2 separate regions of the Pan troglodytes genome follow, and region 1 is linked to region 2. The links are chromatin contacts, called in public capture Hi-C maps. All regions are on one chromosome and are shown on one strand. The core of a region is the stretch at or near the end of the contact, and the rest is flanking DNA. Distances in the headings are between cores, read along the strand shown. Region 1 overlaps LTO1 (LTO1 maturation factor of ABCE1). Region 2 overlaps TPCN2 (two pore segment channel 2).

What was found. Capture Hi-C pulls out chosen DNA fragments and counts their contacts.
Region 1: a capture Hi-C map of stem cell-derived neural stem cells shows a contact between it and region 2, with 4 times the contacts expected there. The contact joins two enhancer-like sites. A contact is called at or near these places in 2 of 7 Hi-C or Micro-C datasets (induced pluripotent stem cells and stem cell-derived neural progenitor cells), 1 of 1 datasets of contacts at active chromatin or transcription factors (stem cell-derived excitatory neurons) and 1 of 1 other capture datasets (stem cell-derived neural stem cells).

Annotation. Positions count from the first base shown.
Region 1 is chr9:71,725,471-71,731,163 of NHGRI_mPanTro3-v2.0_pri, forward strand. LTO1 (LTO1 maturation factor of ABCE1) reads right to left here. Exons shown (of 6, transcript XM_016921435.4): 2 at 4,350-4,455; 3 at 2,869-2,939. Among named protein-coding and RNA genes, the nearest start is that of LTO1, 3.7 kb to the right of the region's middle. Within about 2 kb of position 1,526, at least 5 of the 24 cell types and tissues checked have an H3K27ac peak or open chromatin away from gene starts, as enhancers often do. A contact at or near this core is called in stem cell-derived neural stem cells, where this site is marked.
Region 2 is chr9:71,161,957-71,167,985 of NHGRI_mPanTro3-v2.0_pri, forward strand. The region is part of intron 19 of TPCN2 (two pore segment channel 2); the gene reads left to right. Among named protein-coding and RNA genes, the nearest start is that of SMIM38, 44 kb to the right of the region's middle. Within about 2 kb of position 2,820, at least 1 of the 24 cell types and tissues checked has an H3K27ac peak or open chromatin away from gene starts, as enhancers often do. A contact at or near this core is called in stem cell-derived neural stem cells, where this site is marked.

The sequences.
Region 1 (5,693 bases), core at 276-2,775, 560 kb after region 2:
TAGATGGGCGTGATAGTGTGTGCCCGTAGTCCCAGCTACTCGGGAGGCTGAGACAGAATTGCTGGAACCTGGGAGGTGGAGGTTGCAGTGAGCTAAGATTGTGCCACTGCACTCCAGCCTAGGGGACAGAGTGAGACTCCGTCCCAAAAAAAAAAAAAAAAAAAAAAATATTGACATGAAGCTTGGACTCTAGCACAGAGTAGGTGCTCAATAAATGTTAGTCTCTTGGTCTCTTGGTTTCCTCTGGATCCTAGAGATCAGGGCTCTCACCTGCAGGGTTTTAAAAATAATCTACACATGTGTACATCTCGTGGGGCCAGGTCTTTTCAATGAACCACAGGTGGTCCTGAGAAGCATGCTGCCTCTATGCCGCATTGGACCATGTGAGTGGCCAGAGTAGGCAAGATACTCGATTAACGGGCATTTTAAAGAACTGACGGTTAGGATGAATCAACAGCAATTCAAAGCAACCAAGACCTCCTGTGTACTTGCAAACAGCTGGTGCTCCTGGATACAGAGAAGAGCAAGTTTGCCAGCAGCATCCAGTTTACAAGAGCTAACCATGGCTACCTCTCTGAGAAAATACAAAACTGTGAAAGGTCAAAGCAAGTCAGTTTTAGCAACAAAGCACCTGGTTTCCAGGGAAACCAAAGGGAGACGCCAAAACGTGGGAGGTGGCTGTATGCTAACCCGATGCAGAGGACCACGCACTTTCCACTTGGCAAGCGGTGACTTCTCTGGTCAGCGATGCTGCTCAGACACACCCAGCCGGGCGCACCATCAGAGGCGGCACACGTCAGGCAGGTGTGAGCAGCTCAGGGCTAATGAAACAAAGTGATGGTGCCAGAGCCCCCGTGCTCAGCCCTGGTGCGCGCTGGTCTGCAGGAGGGTTTCACCAGACTGCTGAAGCTGGGGACAGAAGTGTCACGCAGTTTACTGGAAAGCTAGTTACTCAACGGAAAGCACCATCTTTTGGCCTGAGATGCCGCTCTCCGTGGTTTCTTTGGTGTTACAATGCCCAGCATTTTGCTGAATGACAATGCGGTGGCAGGTGTTTTTCTCTTAACATCCTTATTTGGAAAAATTTACAGGTAAAACATGCAATATCAGCCCTTCACCATTTAAAAAAAAAAAAAAACAAAAAAAAACCCTGACATATAAGATCTAAACATCCGTGAACCACTGCTCTACAATAAAGCCTTAGGTTCCAAAGAGACCTCTGGGTACTACTGGATGGGATGAGGGCGGCTGCGAGGGGGGTCTGGCAGGGCTTCCACCAGCTCCTCGTCAACCAAAGCGGTTCTTCTCTGTTAGCTAGACTGAGTGTGCTGCTTTCAGACATCAGCAAACCCCTGCTCTGGGGTAAGGGCTGGCAACCTCCTGGGATGGGACCACTGGCACACAGCGGAGCACTTCTCCAGGAGCCGGCAGATTCTGCCGCTATGGGAGAAGGGAGACAGGCGGAGAACTCCAAGAACACACATCCTTTTGTGGCCTGGAGTTGAGAGCCACGCTCAGCTTTGACTGCCACCTAGTGGCAGCACAGGCTGCCAACAGCGATTCCCCTGGGATCCCCAACTGCCGGCCGCTGCCTGAGAACCAGGAGGAAAATGTCCTCAAGTGCCCCTCTGCTAACCCAGAATCCCATCGACTCCCAACTGCTGGTACAAACGGAGCAGAAAGAACTACCCGTATCAGTTGCAAGCATCCTCATTCTTAAACATTTGAATATTCAAGATATTCAAGGTATTTCTAGAAATTCAAGATATTTCAAATAAAAGCACAAGTCACGTAGTCAGGGAGAGAGTTATCCACTCTCCTTGTGCCCCTCCCACGCTAGGCGAGGCCACCAGGTGTCAGAATGACGCAGAGCACCAGCTCAGGTCCCGCGCTTGCTGCCGCCCATGAACAGCAGAGTATCCAAACCATCTCAAGGGTTCATTTCCAGCTTCAGAATGAAGATAGATAAAGCAGGATCACATGGGGCTTCAGTAAGTACAATGCAGGAAGAAGAGTTTTTGTTTGTTTGTTTGTTTTTGAGAAGGAGTCTCGCTCTGTCGCCCAGGCTGGAGCGCAGTGGCATGATCTTGGCTCACTGCAACCTCTGCCTCCTGGGTTCAGGCAATTCTTCAACCTCAGCCTCCCGAGTAGGTGGCACTACAGACACACGGCGCCACGCCCGGCTAATTTTTGTATTTTTAGTAGAGACAGGGTTTCACCATATTGGCCAGGCTGGTCTTGAACTCTTGATCTCGTGATCTGCCCGCCTTGGCCTCCCAAAGTGCTGGGATTATAGGAGTGAGCCACTGCGCCCGGCCGGGAAGAGTTTTTAAAGGCTAAAAACAATTCAAATGACAGCTAACACTTACTGAGTGTTGACAAGTTCCAGAAAGGAGTTAAACACATTTAAAGGCATTTTCTTGTTAACAGACTTAGTTGGCTACATTAAAAAACTGATGACACTGGTGTCCTCATCTCTGAGCCCAAGTGCTACAAAACTGTTCTAATTTGTTTATTAGAAGCTCAGGGGAAAGGTGAATGCGAAAATACAATCAATGTCAACATTATTTTATTGGTAGGGTATCTAAAAGCCATGCGGTGCACTAATGACTCCAGGTAAAAGGCAGGAGCATAGAACTCTTGAGAAGCAACAACAGCCAGTGTTCACCAAACACCTAAAATGTGCCTGGCACTTTCTATTTAGTATTTCCGTTAAATCTCCTAACAACACTCAAGCTTGACACTGATAATTTTCTCCATTTTACAGATGAGGAACAGACAGATTGATTACTCAAGGGCATGCTGGTAACCCATGGAACTAGAACTCCTGGTTCCTACGCTGAGAAAGAAAGACATCTTCACCTTTACCTGTCCTTCTCAGTGGTGCAACTGTGCAGTAGACATTTCCATGCAAAAGCAAAACCTTGGTAGCACCCGATCTGTGAATGTGAAAAATATTTAAGAGTGAAATTAATAAGCAACTAGCTACACTTTCATTACCAAGATCTCAAAACAAAAGGTGGGGGCAGAAGGCAGCGGTGCTTCTCACACTATTGTTCTGGAAGCACCTGTTGAGCATTAGGCAATGGAAATTAGGAAATTAGGTCATCGGTGGGGCAGCCAGCCTCCCAGATGCCCCAGTCCTCATCTCCTGGTACCCATGCCCTGTGCAGGTCCCTCAACACTCCACCAGGGTGGCTTTCATAACCAACAGAATGTGGAGGAACAGCACAAAGCTCCTGAGTCTAGGGATAAAAGCCAGTGTCACTTGCCTCACCAGCTCTCTTGGACCACTCGCTCTTGAATGTCATGAGGACATACAAGCAGCCCCATGGAGATGTCCATGCCCACAGTCAGGTGACAGCACCACCTTGGAGGCAGATCCTCCAAGCCCAGTCAAGCCTTCAGGTGACACGGCTCTGGCTGACACCCTGAGCCAGGACCACCCAGCAAAGCTGCTCCTGAGTTCCCAACCCTCAGAAACATGTGAGATCATCCATATTTGCTGTGTTAAGCCCATGAATTTTGTGGTGATCTGTTTCACAGCATCGAACATCCAATATAGTCATAACTGCCTCAACTCAGACTTTGCCACTAAGGGCCACTTATCTGTAAGAGCCAATCTAGGACAAAGGGCAAGAAGAGAAAAAAAAATCATGAAGTTAATGAAATTTCAATGTAAACATAAATGGAATATTCTCACATGACAGAGGGCACCCATTCTTTGGACAATGATTCAGCTGGCTTAGTACATGAGCCAGCACCATGACACTCCCAAGTAAACTCAGGAGACCAGGTACTTGTTTTCTTTTATCCAGCATGCATAATTTAATTGTATCTACCTACAGCAAAATGCAATCTTGGTTCTGTACTAAGAATATTTCTCCAGCAACAGTCCATCTAGTCCATTAACTACCATGCAAAGGCACTGTGATTTTTTTTGTTTATTTTTTGGAGATGGAGTTTCATCCTGTCGCCCAGGCTGCAGTGCAATGGCATGGTCCCGGCTCACCACAACCTCCGCCTCCCAGGTTCAAGCGAGTCTCATACCTCAGCCTCCCAAGTGGCTGGGATTACAGGCATAAACCACCATGCCCAGCTAATTCAGTATTTTCAGTAGAGACAGTGTTTCACCATGTCGGTCAGGCTGGTCTCCAACTCCTGACCTCAAGGCGATCCGCCCACCTCAGACTCCCAAAGTGCTGGGATTACAGGTGTGAGTCACAGCGCCCATCCGGCACTGTGATTTTAAAAGGCCTGACAATTCTTACTCCATCACACTGAATATCGAAATAAATTATAAATTGTAAATGAAGAGGCTTCATCTCCAGATGGGGGTTCCCACTTACCTCAGACCCGATTTTGGCTCCATGCAGCGTGCCATGCTGCCTTCCCTCCATCACACCCAAACTACTGCCTTCTTCATAGCCTTCCCGATACCCTTCCCCATGAAACCTGTGAAGAAGAAGTATGCTTCATCAAATCAACAGGAGAAAGAATACTTTCTCCAGAAAAACTTCTCTCTCTTGTATTACCCGGACCCAGTAAGACAAACCAGAGTAAAGGAGGAAAAGCCTAAAATTCAAGTCAGAAGACACAGATTCCAGTCCCAGATCTACCACTTCCTATTTGCCTCTGGAAGTCACTGTACCTCTTGTAGCCCAGTTTCTCCATCTACAACAAAGGGCTAAATTAGGGATTCCCAAACCTGATAGGGTACTAGAAACACACAAGGAAAATTCAAAGATATTAACTCAAAAGCCTCACCCCCAGAGATTCAGTACGTCTGGAGCAAGGCTCTGGAATCTACTTTTCTTTCTTCCTTTTTTTTTTTTTTTTGAGACAGGGTCTCTGTTGCCCTGCCTGGAGTGCAATGGTACGATCACAGCTCACTATAGCCTCAAACTCCTGGGCTCAAGCGATCCTCCAGCTTTGGCCACTCAAAGTGTTGGGATTACAAGTGAGGGCCACCGCACCTGGCCTGCAATCCACTTTTCTTTTCTTGAGACGGAGTCTCGCTTTGTCGCCCAGGCTGGAGTGCAGTGGTGCGATCTCGGCTCACTGCAAGCTCTGCTTCCTGGGTTCACGCTCTCCTGCCTCAGCCTCCCAAGTAGCTGAGACTACAGGCGCCCACCATCACATCCGGCTAATTTTCTGTATTTTTAGTAGAGACGGGGTTTCACCGTGTTAGCTAGGATGGTCTGGATCTCCTGACCTCGTGATCCGCCCGCCTCGGCCTCCCAAAGTGCTGGGATTACAGGCGTGAGCCACCGCATCTGGCCCGGAATCTACTTTTCAAAGTCTCCTAGGTAAGTCTGGTTTGCAGCCAGAGTTAGGGGGCCAAAGTTCTGTGAGTGTTCAAGTAGCACTAGCCCAAGTCAACCGCTTCCAAAAAACTGCAACATACACACGGTTTGACATCACATGGGTAGGGCAACAGAGAGAAATGGCATCAGATCACCACAAAATGTTCTCCGACTGGTACCCGGAGTAGCACTGACCCTGAGGCCCAACAGTGGAACTAGCACTATCTTAACCTGCAGTCACCAAACGTGCAAGGAGTGGGCTGCAGCGCCCCATGAAGCAGGGTGCACAGCTCCCCACTTATTAGTTGTGTGACCCTGGAAACTGACTGTGCCTCCTAGTCTGTAAATTCCGAAGAATAATAGGATCCACTCACTAAGTAGGGCTGA
Region 2 (6,029 bases), core at 1,570-4,069:
AAACATCCATCCATCCATCCATCTATCCATCCATCCATCCATCCATCCAAACATTTCCCAAATATCTATCCAAACTCCCTACTTCCCTCTTTGTAGTCTATGACAAACATTCTTCTTGATACTGGGGATACAGGATGGATCCTAGTTCCTGCTCTCAGGAGGCTGGGAAGCTCTGAAGAAATGATTATGCAAATCTACTAGAATTGTGAGGACCACCAGGAAGGAAGGTACAACACTCACTAAGAGTGTATAACCAGCCCCCCCTCACCTGGTGCTCAGAGTGGGCTTCTCTGGCAAGTGAGCTGAGATGAATTGGATGAGCCAGAGTGACCTGCTCGGGAGCAGAGAAGCGCAGTCCCAGTGGGAGGAACAGAATGTGCAAAGCGTCTGAAGAAGGAAGGGCTTGTTGAAGTGGGAAGACTGGTGTCTGTAGGGGTGGGTGGGGAAAATGAAGAGGCTGTGGAGGAGGCGGGGGGCTCAGGCACTGGGTCAGGGGGGCCATACTTTGATGATGCTGACAGACTCAGGGTCAGGTGATCACTCTGGGGTGTGAACTCAATGTGGCCCCCTTCCAATTCTGTTTTGCAGTCTCTGCTTTCTCAGAAGGTTACTCCAAAAGGGGACCACAAGGTCAAGATGGGCACGGGGAGGCTTTGGATGCCGAAGCAGTTTTATTTTGGCAAGTCAGCCGAAGGAGCACGTGCGCCTAAAATTAGGCAAGAGTGTGAGCTGCACACAAGTTCACACGCTCAAAACTCCTGTGGGCAGGGCCTGCGCAGCTCTCCTCTGTCTGTTAATGGTACAGTCTGTTCAGACCTTTGGAACATTCCTCAGCTTTTATTTAATGTAGGAAGAATCATTTCTGGAATTAGCATATAAATTGGCAGAAGTCAGCAGCTCTAGCAGAAGTCACTCTCTGTGTCAGGAAAGGAGAGCGAAGGCCTGTGCATGGATGGGAGGTCCACTCCCACTCCTCTGGCGCCCTCCTTTCCCCTTCAAGGGGCAAATACATGGTTCATTTAAAACACTCCAGCTTTCTTCCCAAAATGTGCAACTTGGGAAAGAATCTGTGTCCCTTCAGCTCTGGCTGCAAGGGGAGAGGGGTCGTGGCCAGGGACGGGGTGCTGAGGAGAGCATGGGAAGCCTTTCTGACCAAATGGCTTGCTTCGGGAAAATTTTCCCACAGGAGTGGCCCCATGGCCTGCCTCCCAGCACAAGGTTATTGAAAGGGAACACAGAGAAATGTTCACTGCCCTAAGCTGTCTTGTCTGGTCTGGTCGGGGGCAGATATTTTACACATTTTATAGCCCTATTAGTTTTAGGTCTTTTGGATAGGGGTGACCAGTTGATCATTAACTGTTTGCTACGTGTGGCATTCTGAATTCTGGCCCCAGATAGCTCAGCCCAGCGTGCTGATTCCGCCTGGCCATTGGGCCATGGCTGGGTGGGCCGCCGCCTTCCCCAGCGGGTGGGGCGAATTCTCCTGATGCCAGGGCTGGGGCCCATGTGGAGGCCTCCCTGGCTCCCTCAGGCTCTGGTGTGAACACTTCATTATCCTTTCTGGGAGTTCAATCCCCTTGTGAACCCTCCACCATGGTGTCTTCACAAGACTGTGGGCGTCTGCCCTAAAAAGGCACCAATGATTTGATTCTGACATTCCTACTTTGGTGTGTTTCCCCCAGAATAAAATAGCAATCAGGCTGGGCGCGGTGGCTTATCCCTGTAATCCCAGCACTTTGGAAGGCTGAGTTGGGCGGATCATGAGGTCCGGAGATCGAGACCATCCTGGCTAATATGGTGAAACCCTATCTCTACTAAAAATACAAAAAATTAGCCAGGTGTTATGGGCGCCTATAGTCCCAGCTACTCAGGAGGCTGAGGCAGAAGAATCGCTTGAACTCGGGAGGCGGAGATTGCAGTGAGCCGAGATCGCGGCACTGCACTCCAGCCTGGGCAACAGAGCGAGACTCCTCCCCACCCCCCCAGCAAAAACAGCAATAAAACAGGGGCTCTCTCTACGTCCTGGACAACCATGGGGTCTGGGTGTCCTCTTCTCCACCTTTCGGCCTCCAGGCCTGGCCAGGACACTGTCCTGTCCTCGTTGTAAGACTTGCATTTTTGACGTTCTCTACCTACAAAAGGTTCGTGCCAAAGTGCAGCTTTTGGTCGGGTTGGGAGTCCTCAGGCGGCTTCTTGGACAGGAGGGTTGGGCAGGTCAATGGGGTGGGAGTTGGGGAGCAGCCACACTCATGAATAGATTCTCGTTTTGCACTAATCAGATTTTCTAGCAGAGCTTCCAGAAATGTCGTTCTCTTGCAGAATCAAAGGCAATTGCAAGGCATTAAAAACCAATGTGCCTTCAGTGTGTGGGCTCCCGGTCTCACCCCCAGCTGGTTCATGTTGCCGCCCAGTCCCGTCTCAGACCTCCTTAGGCCGCCTGTTCTCCCTCCCCGCCCCCAGCTCAGTGCCATCTCCCCTCCCGGCAACTCCCTGTTCTAACTCCTCTCCTTCTGGGACACGTGGCCTCTGGTGGGCACTTCCAAATGGTCAATGTTGTCACTCACCCTGGGCTTAGAACTGTCTATGGCTCTTCAGGATTCAATCTAAGAGAAAAGCCCCAACCCCTGGTTTGAGCCTAGAATGCCCAGCGAAGCCCGGCCCCTCACTCAGGGCAGCCTCGAGAACGTCCTGCAGCTGCCTGGACATGGCACCGCTGTCTCTCTCTCTGCATGTCCACTGCTGTTCCCTCTGCTGTCTCTCTCTGTGCGTGTCCACTGCTGTTCCCTCTGCTGTCCCCTCGTCCCCACCTGGCCAACCTGCCCCACCCCGACGCCCCTCTTCAGGAGGCCTCCCCTGTTCCCGTCTCTGGGCTCTAGTGCTGCATTCATCACGTTATTCCCTTTCCATGAGTCTCATTTCCTCCCAGGTCTCCTTCCACCTCCATGCATTCTGGGGCCAGAGGCAGCTCTGAGCACTGTGGCCGAGGGATAGACGGACCAGTATGTGGGGAGGTAGGTGAGGGGTGTGCAGTTTTATAGCTCAGCCCAGAACATAGGCGGTGGAGCCAGACGGACCTGGGCTCGAGCCCAGCCCTCGCAGCTGTGTGATCTGAACAAGTTACCTAACCTTTCTGAGCCCGGTTTTTTCATGTGAGCAAACAGGCCGTGCGACAGCCCTTCTGGAAGGTCAGGGAGGCTGTGGCCCAGCTCTCGCTCGGAAGTGCTCAGTGATGGGTTTGGAATATTGTGGGGACCGAGGGGTAGGGATGTTTTCCCTGAGTGTGTGAGGATGACCCTGGTGTGTGGAGCAAAAAGGCAAGCTGGCCCCCGGGCGTAGGGGCTGGGGGTGCTACAGGGAGGTGCTTTTATGCTCATGCCTTCCAGAATGGGAGAGCCCTAGGCCTCACCCAGGAAAGAGAAGGACCCGTGCCAGGTGCCGGCTTCATGTCCAGCTCTGCCACCCTCTTTCGTAGGGATCCGGGGCCCCATTGTTCACATGGGGGTGGCCTCTAGGCTCCTGATGATCTCTTGGGAGCTGCCCTTGGTGATGCCGAGCTGCCTACAGGGGTCCTTCTGGGGCCTGAGGCCAGGTGGTCACTGGGCCCCTGCCCCTCGGCCCCTTTGTGAACCCAGCAAAACCTGCACCTTTGGCGCATGACCTCCAGCTCCTTGGGAACCTATGACTGCTCTTCCAGAAGTCCCTCTACCTGGCAACGGGCCCTCCACCGAGAACTCCTGGTGCTGAGATGGACGGATCATGATTTCCTTCTGTCTGCACCAGGCTTTGCTTAGGAGAGAAAATGCCAGAAACAAAAAGGCTTGTCTCACCCTCAGCCTTAACATAGGATTTATTATGAATAAATGAAACTCCCTTGCAGGGCAGTTGCTCTGCGACCAGCGTGGCCTAGGAAGGCTCAGCTCCAAGTGATCAGCTCTGTCCTACAGAGACTGAAGCTTGGAGCAGCTGGTGACAGGACCACGGGCACGTAGCCTGGATTGGGAGAAGTTGGGAGTGGCGATCACTAGTGTTTGCGGAGCACTTGCTAGGAGGCCTGAGCCAAGGATGTTATCTTATTGATGTATGTTATCTTGTTTAATCAGAGCGTGCCAAACATCCCAGTCTGCCCCAAAGTCCCGGGCGACACCTGTCGCCCTGGCGTCATCATTAATAACCCCCGGAAGGTGAAAACTCTCAGAGTGCCCTTGTGGAGCTGATAAGGAGCACGGTTTCACTGTGCTTAGTCCTCTGTTGAGCCCTCTGGAATATCCCTATGATGTGGATGAACAAACTGTGGGTCAGGGGGATGGAGGGACTTGCCCAGGGTCACCAGCTCGGAGGCAGGGTTGGATTCCAGGATTTATAATCTCAGAGGTGGGATTTAAAGCCACGGCCCTCTAATCCTTCCCGAGCAACCGAAGGCACGGAGTGTGTTCGCGGTATCAGGGAGGGTGGTGGGAAGGCAGGGGCGGAGGTCCCTTCAGAGGCCTGACCTTCCCAGGACCCCTCACCAGCGGTCAGCAGCCGGGGTCCCGGGAAGAATTCTGCCGAGAGAGAGCTTTTTCCCCTTCAAGGAATAAAAAGCACACACACACATTCCTCCGAATCAAAGGTGTGTCCAGAGAGAGGGAGGGCAAGGCCCCTTGACCAGCAGCTGCCAGCAGCCTGGGCACATGACAGCCCCTGAAGGCTGCTGGCACTGACTCTGGCCAGGCATTTGCAGTGGACGGCGGTGCCAGGAGAGGGAGGGCGGCCTTTCACCAGCTTGGCACCTCTGCCATGTGACGGCCGCCTCCCCTGGGGGAGGGCGGGGCCGCCCCTCTCCCAGCAGGCGGGTGCAGCCCCAGGGGTGCTGCAGGCCACTGCGGGACCTTCAGGGCCCGGCTCCCGGCACTGGCCTCTGTGCCCTGGCCGTTCCTGGGGTGGGGCATGGGTCAGGAACTCGCACTCTCACTCTCGGGAGATAGGAACTCAGTCCCGTTCATAACCCCACCGTGTAACCTGGAAGGCACTTTGCAGTTTACAAAGGCCGTCATAGCCAGGGTCCTTGAAGGAGGCGTGTCACTGTCCACTCTCCAGAGAGCAGCCTGCGGCCTGGGAGGTGGGCTTCGCCTCCTCGACGTCACATGTTGGGGGCTGTTTCCTCGTTGACTTCCAGTGCAGGGCTGTGATCTGGAGTCCAGGCCTTGCTGGCCGGGAACCCCAGGACAAGGGTGGCCGTGACATATGTTCTGGCGCCTTCAGTACTAGTGAAAGAAACGAGCCGGCCGTGTCAGCTGGGAGATTTCTTGCGGCTGCCGTAACAAAAGATCACAAACTGGTGGGGGCTGGAAACCACAGAAATGCCTTCTCTCCCAGTGCTGGGGCCGAAGCCCGATATCTAGATGTAGGCAGGGCTGCGCTCCCTCCGACGGCTCCAGGGAGGGACCCCGGCCTCTGTCTGCCCTGGTGCCTCCAGGTGCCCTGTGGCTTGTGGCTGCCCCGCTCCAGTCTCCGCCTTGTTTTCATGTGGCCCCCATCTCTTCTCCCTGTGTCTCTCCTCTGAGCCCTCAGGAGGAGGCTGGTCATTGGATTTTGGGTTCTCCAGGATGATCTCACCTCAGGGTCCTTAATTGCATCTGCAGTGCCTGTTTCCAAATAGGGCCGCATTTGGTTAGGACGTGGACACGTCTTTCGAAGCCACCATGCAGGCCACTACAGGAGGTTTCATGAATTCATCTCAATTTCCAGAGGACCTGGTGTTGCTTGGCCAGCCCCCTCCAGCAGTGACTGGAGGTTGCTGAGTAGCAGAAGCTTTAGGTGGGGCAGGCCCTCACCTGTCTGCCACAGCGAACCCCGACCCTGCCTGGGACCCCTGACCTGGTCTTCCCAGTCCATTTCACAGCCAGGTAAACTGAGGTAGCTCAGGGTGAGTTATTGCCAGGCCTGGGCTGCCCAGGGCACCCGGCCCACGGGGCAAACCCCAACACAGTCCTCAGTTTACCAATTCTCGTCACATGGAAGCCACCTGGGGGCTTCCCAGGGTGTTCTGT